2 separate regions of the Gossypium hirsutum genome follow, and region 2 is linked to region 1. A link is a contact called in public Hi-C data. All regions are on one chromosome and are shown on one strand. Each heading gives the region's core, a stretch centred on a gene start, on an enhancer-like site or on the middle of the called end of the contact. The rest is flanking DNA. Distances are from core to core; before and after follow the strand shown. Region 1 holds the start of LOC107935472 (protein SRC2 homolog). Region 2 holds the start of LOC107935474.

Region 1 (3,315 bases), core at 367-2,866:
AACTAAAAATTTTCTCGAGAAAATTTGGTGTTTGAAGACGTGTTAAAGAGATCTAAGGACTTTAGGAGGGAAAATGAAAGAAAGAGAGGGAAAAAAAGAAGAGAAACAGCGGAGGGTATCTGTGACTTTGTATGTAGCGACTAGCGAAGAAGCGTACAAGACATTGCAATTTTCTTTGTTCTTTTTTATTTTGCTTGTTTTCGTTCCCTTTAAGAAAGCAAATGAAAGGGATTTTGGATTTTTTTTCTTCAAAATATTAAAAAAATTTATGAATTTAATTGGACTATACACAATTATGACGTGATTATTATAAGAGTTAATTGTATCATACATCCTCAAACTATGATCTTATTCTAAATTAGTTTTCAAATTTTAAAACGTTCTAATTACGTCTCTAAACTATTAATATTATATCAATCAGATCCTTTTATTTTTAAAACAGCTAAATGAAACATCAAGTGTTATGTAACTGAATTTAAAATGAATTTTTTTAAATAGAACGTTGTCATGTAACTTTTTAAAGTAAAAATTAAAAATAAAGTAAAAATTAAAAAAAAAAAGAAATAATAGATGATAAAACTTTTACAAAAGCTTCGAAAAAATCAGAATTAATATTTTTAAAACATTTTTCTCTAATATTTCATTTTAAATTATGTCACATAAGATTTGATATGTTATTTAATAGTTAAATTAACGATTTTAGCAAATGAAAAATTTAATTGACATAACATTAATAGTTTAGGATGTAATTAGAATGATTTAAAATTTAAGAATAAATTTAAAATAAAAATCATAATTTTGAAATGTTTGGTGTAATTAACTCTTATTATAAATTAAAAAGGTTAAAATTAACTGTCCCTGTAGTTTAATAAATTTTATAATTTAATCTTTACACCTAATATTGAAAAATAAGCCACTTTAAACTATTTATCACAATTAATGACAAAAATAATTTCAAAACTAAAATTAAGGTAGTGAATTCCATTCCAATAATGTCTATGTTATCGGAAAGTTCCGTTCCAGTAGTAAACAGGAACAATAAACTCTAGGTTTCATTCAAATATAAATCCTAATCAACATCGATCATACCGATATGTATCAGTTGATTTCGCTCATATCAATTAGTGCAAAAAATAAATTTAATTTTTTTATTATTTATGTTGAATTTCTTGAATTATAGATTGTAATATGCAAGATATAAGATGATCTTATTGTTTAATTTATGTGAATTTTTTTACTTATTTTTTAAAATTGTTAAATGATAACTTATAATTATATGTGAAGTTTATTAAAGAATATATTATATACGTATTTTTATTTAATATTTATTTAATATTTATTATTTAATATTTGTACATATTTTTTATATACATATGTAAAATATTTTTTAATAATAGCAATAAATCCAAAACGATGCACCGGAACAACTCCTTGTTTTGCTAAAAGTACGTATTTCGATAAGTAGAAGAATTAAAATGATTGTATTATAGTAAAAACCGTAAAAAATACAGGGACCTTTTACGAAATATTACCAAAACTAAAAGTATACGATTCCCAAGACGAATGCACGAATGATCTCATTTAATAAAAACCCGCCAACCACTAAGGTTAAAATCGTCATTTTACTGCTCTTTTTCTTTTCTCCACTTCCTAAATCTTAAGCAAAGCCATCAAGTCCAGTCCACTCTCCAAATTCTTTCAAAAAATATTCCAGCTATCCTACGCACCGAAGTTATCCGGTGCACGTTAGCATCACCACCAACCAAAAGCAACGACCAGCGCCACCACCACTGCCGTCGCAGCTACCATCATGGCTACTCACTCTCGACCTCCGCCACCAAGACCACTTGACCTCGACTTGACGATCGTGTCAGCCAAGCATCTAAAGAACGTCAACTGGCAAAACGGCGATCTAAAACCCTACGCAGTCTTCTGGGTTGATCCAGACCGACGTTTATCAACCCGGTCGGACGATTCTGGCTCAACTCGACCCGTCTGGAATGAGCGTTTCACCCTTCCCCTTGTTGTTCCTCCACACGAAACCGTTTTGACCCTCGAGATCTTTCATTCCAAACCCTCTGAAACTCCGAAGCCTTTGGTGGCTACTCTCCGGGTTGAGCTCAAGGAATTACCCGACCTGGATGATGGTTCCAAGATCCGAACCTTTTCTTTGCTCCGACCCTCGGGTCGTCCCCAAGGTAAGATCCGGTTGAAACTTGGGATCCGGGAACGTCCTCTTCCACCACCTCATGATTACCATTTTGCCCCTCCTTCTAGCTATTATTACACAAATGCCCCTCCTCCACCAAGATACTCTGCTCCGCCTTACGTTTCTCTTCCCCCGCCGCCTCCTCCACCGTCATCCTCTCCTCCTCCGCCAAATCCGCCTTACTCCTCCATCCCCGAGGGTTACCCTCCCTACTACTCCAGCCATTACTATTCCTCTCCGCCACCGCCCATGCCTCCACGTCCTTTCTTCGAACGAGCTTCCAGCTATGGAACCCCATCGGCGCCAGTAGATTACTCGCCGTACGATCAGAAGCCTCGGGGAGGTTCTAAAATTGGGGTAGGAACTGGATTAGCTGTTGGAGCGGTTGCAGGGGCTTTAGGTGGAATGGCGTTAGAAGAAGGATTGAAATACGAAGAAGAAAAGATTGGTGAAAGGGTTGAGCATGAAGTGACTTCAAAGGAAAGGGATGATTATGGTGATTATCATCGCCCAGAATATTGATGGGTTTTTTAAGGCAATGATGATGCTGATGAAGGTTATGATGATCATGGCTTATATTTATAGATATTTGTGTATATAATTTGTGATCTGATAACGTGTCTGTGCTTTTAATGTTTGGGATTAAAATGATCAAATAAAATGTGAGCTGAGAACAACTTGTTGATGTTTATTATGTGCTAATTTCTTCTGCTTCAAGAATAAATCTAAGTTTTAACATTTTCTGTTCGTTTTATGTTTAATCTTTTAGTTTTTGTTAGTTAGTTATTGAATGGTTTCTTTCTGGCTTTATTGAATAATGATCATAGGCGATTGAACTTGGAAATTAGGATTGACACTGTGTGCTTCACACTGCTTGCTTCATCGTGCTTTGCTTATGTTGAACTAGATGCATTTATAAGATTATGATAGAATGTGATCTTTATGTGATTATATGTTTGTTATCAAGTTGAAGGCAGCTGGAGGCTGTGGTGGGTACCAAAATTCAGATATTAAGATTCATGCTTAATTCTATACAGTTACAATAATGGTTTTGTATCGATATTGATTGGTTTTAATTCATAGGATCAGTGGTGGACTTCATTCAG
Region 2 (3,315 bases), core at 596-3,095, 170 kb before region 1:
TAAACAGCACCGAGACCACGTAGTTAAAGTGTCATGTCTCTATACCATGTCTAGTTATACATTATACACAAGTGTTAAACACGGATATTTCAAGAAAAAAAATGAAGGATCAAAGTAATATAGAATGAATATGTTGATTATCCGCACCTTTGAAGATAAACCCACTTTTAGAAAAAGTATCATGGAGACCCTTGTACTTGCATTTTTTTCTGTCTACTTAAAAAATAGGTAAATTAATTCCTATATATTATAGATCAAATAGCAAATTGGTCTTTTCTATTAAAAATTTTATTCATTTGTACTGTTAAAAACTATCATAACTAACAGAATAATCAAACAATGACATATGATATGTCACGTGTATCAAATTGTAACAGCAAAAATGGATGAAACTTTTAATAGAAAGGCCAATTAACTTTTTGATCTAATGTATAAGAACTAATTTACCCTGGACAAAAATGCAATTCAACTCCTAACTCAGAAAACTCAATGTTACTTTAATCACCCACTTTCTTTGTTTCGTCTTTCTCGACAAGATAACACATTAAAAACACTTATGTTTAACCTATTTGGTTACGGATAAGGACATGAACCAACTAAACTAAACCCGACATAAGTAAAACCAAATTCGATATTCAAACTAGAGTCCTTACTTTATAATCTAAGAAAACAGAGAAAAAATATTCTTTGTTTATATATTCTCCCCCATTGTATTCCCGGGCCATTAACAACAAAAGATTCCTCGACTTTTTTTTCTTACAGAACAAAACCAAAAATAAAAACATAAAAAAAGGGCAAAAAAAAAACAGAACCAAAATAACCTTAAAAAAAACATCATGGATCCACCATTGTTTTGACCACTTTTTCAATTTATTTACATAAAGCCCTTGCATTTCCACATTTCAGTCCCAAAAATCACTGAAGATTCAAGCAAGATATACATAAATCATGACAGTGAAGACAAAATACGGTGACAATGTTTGATGAATTACTTACCTGTTTCCTTTGATTTTGAACCAAGCTTCAGCACAATGTTTATGAGCAGCAGCCAAATCATCCTTACAAGAACAACCTAACTTAATAGGAACACCAGATTCATGGTTGGTCGGGTCCAAAGTGAGATGACAAATCCTGCAATCTCTTTCCAGTTCTTTTGCTAAATGTGACTTGGTTTCGGACACTACCCCAGACTCAAGATCCAGTTCCAGAGAAGAAGAAGAACCGTGACGGTTGCTATCTTCTTGTTCCTCGTTACCTGTCAGGTTTCCTTCTTGTTGCTCTGTTCCTTCATCAACAACGTCAATGGCGATGATGACCCCTTGGGGTTGTTTTGGTAAAGATTGTTCCATTTAGGTTAAGACCCAGTTTTTGAATCCTCATGTAATTGTTCTTACAAACAAAAAATTCATCAAATTTTCCGACAGTAAAGCTACTTGAGTTTAACTATGCATTAGTAGCTCTGTTTGTTTTACAGAGGCTTTTTCTTTTGGCTGGTAAACACGGTTTTAAGAATGGTAGGTGTTGTCCCTCTTTTCTCTCTCTGCGAAACAAAGAGAGAGAAACATGAACAAGAAGAAAAGATCTCATGTAGAAATATACATAGAAAATATTCTATAAACCAACTTGGCAGAAATTTTTAAAGTACTATTTGTTGGATAATCGGGTAAATTTAACAATGGTTGGTATTAAGTTTAGGGTGCTTATAGATAAATTTATTTTCGAATTTTATCTTTTAATTCCGATGGTAGTTTTGTGAGATTCACGAAATAAGAGCATCTTAATACTCATTTTATTCACAAATGTGGTGGTGAGGTACTTTCACTCCATAAATCTCTTGAAGTTTTCGTCGGAATCAATAGATAAAATTCAATGATAAAATCAAACACAAATACTCGAGTTTGATATTAACTATTGTCGGAGGTTCGATCAATTATCTAACAGATGACAGTTTGATTTTTTTTTCTCCAAATTACTTAAAGTAAATTTTTTTAATTCACATCATTTGAACTTAAATCAATCAAAACACGATAAAAGTATCATAAAGAGTTTTATACTATGGGTCAAATTTTATTTTACTCGAGGAGTAAATTAATTTTTTATATTTAAAAATTCATGTATTTCTAATTAAAACTAGCTTAATTAATAAAATAATCAAACAATTACATATGGTACTTCATTTTGACCTACATAACTAGTTTTTAATAATAAAAATAGATAAAAATTTTAACAAGTGAATTAATTTATTTTTTAATCTAATACATAAAAATTGAATTATTTGTTTTTTAAATATTATTACCATAAAAAAATTAATATAATGATAGTAGTTGATTGAAGTGACCCAAATGAAGCAATCATGTTGTCTATATAAGTAAGTGTGTTTTAATTACACATCATTCGATTTTGATGCCACACATCCCAAAAACCCTGTAAGAAGGAACTTAAGCAGAAATTCCGAAACTACCCCTGTTTTTTTAATAAAATTTTGTAGTTATATAGGGTATTCTCGACTTTGAAAAGGAATTTATTGATCTTATAGAAAAATAACACCTCATCGATACAAACAAATAATAATAATTAAAAAGCGTACCACAATTTAATAATATCTTCTCAAGTACTTTTAAGCATGCTCGCCTCCAATCAATGCTTTAATTGGATTACAAACTAATTAGTTAATTTTAAAATACGTATAAATCAATTAATTAAATTATAAATTAGTTAAACCAAATAATTAAAAAAATTTAATATTTTTATTTTTATGAATTTTTAGTAATATATTCAATCGAAATAATACTTTACTAGTTTCTGAACCTATGATCAAAATATCCAAAACGGAAGGATTTTTTTTCCCAAGTTAGTACCTTATCTTAACAATTATTTTCGCAACTGAGATCTGAATTTTAAGATTTTCGAGAAAATATCAATAATTAACTTAAACCAAAAGAAATTTATATTTTAATGTGAAAATAATTATCAAATTCGAGTAATCACCAAATTCAATCACCAAAAAATGATTTAATTTTTTTTTTTGTCGTAACCAATATATCCATTGCCGACAATAATAATTAATAGATTCACCACGATTACCTTCTAAAAACCTAAACAACTAACCATAAAATATACTTCATTCTCGAAATCAAAAATCCAACTATCAACCGTTTGATGAACCAAAAAAATCTATCAACTTTAAATTGAGCGTGTGACAAAATAATTCAGTATGGATAATAGAAGGATGGATTTTGATGGGTGTTTTCAGAACTGGGTCAAAGACAAAAACAGCGGCAGACACGGCCTGCCACCATCCTACATTATTGTAAT

The links. Hi-C and Micro-C count contacts between places; a contact is called where the count stands out from the background.
Region 2: a Hi-C map of leaf shows a contact between it and region 1, with 1.6 times the contacts expected there. The contact joins the promoter of LOC107935474 here to the promoter of LOC107935472 in region 1. A contact is called at or near these places in 2 of 34 Hi-C or Micro-C datasets (hypocotyl and leaf).

The regions. Positions count from the first base shown.
Region 1 is chrD10:65,546,654-65,549,968 of Gossypium_hirsutum_v2.1, reverse strand. LOC107935472 (protein SRC2 homolog) reads left to right here and starts at 1,616. Exons shown (of 1, transcript XM_016868089.2): 1 at 1,616-2,947. The coding sequence starts at 1,811. The coding sequence ends at 2,731. It overlaps LOC107935413 (peroxisomal nicotinamide adenine dinucleotide carrier), which reads right to left and starts at 258. Exons shown (of 11, transcript XM_016868016.2): 1 at 1-258.
Region 2 is chrD10:65,716,660-65,719,974 of Gossypium_hirsutum_v2.1, reverse strand. It overlaps LOC107935474, which reads right to left and starts at 1,845. Exons shown (of 2, transcript XM_016868091.2): 1 at 997-1,845. The coding sequence starts at 1,349.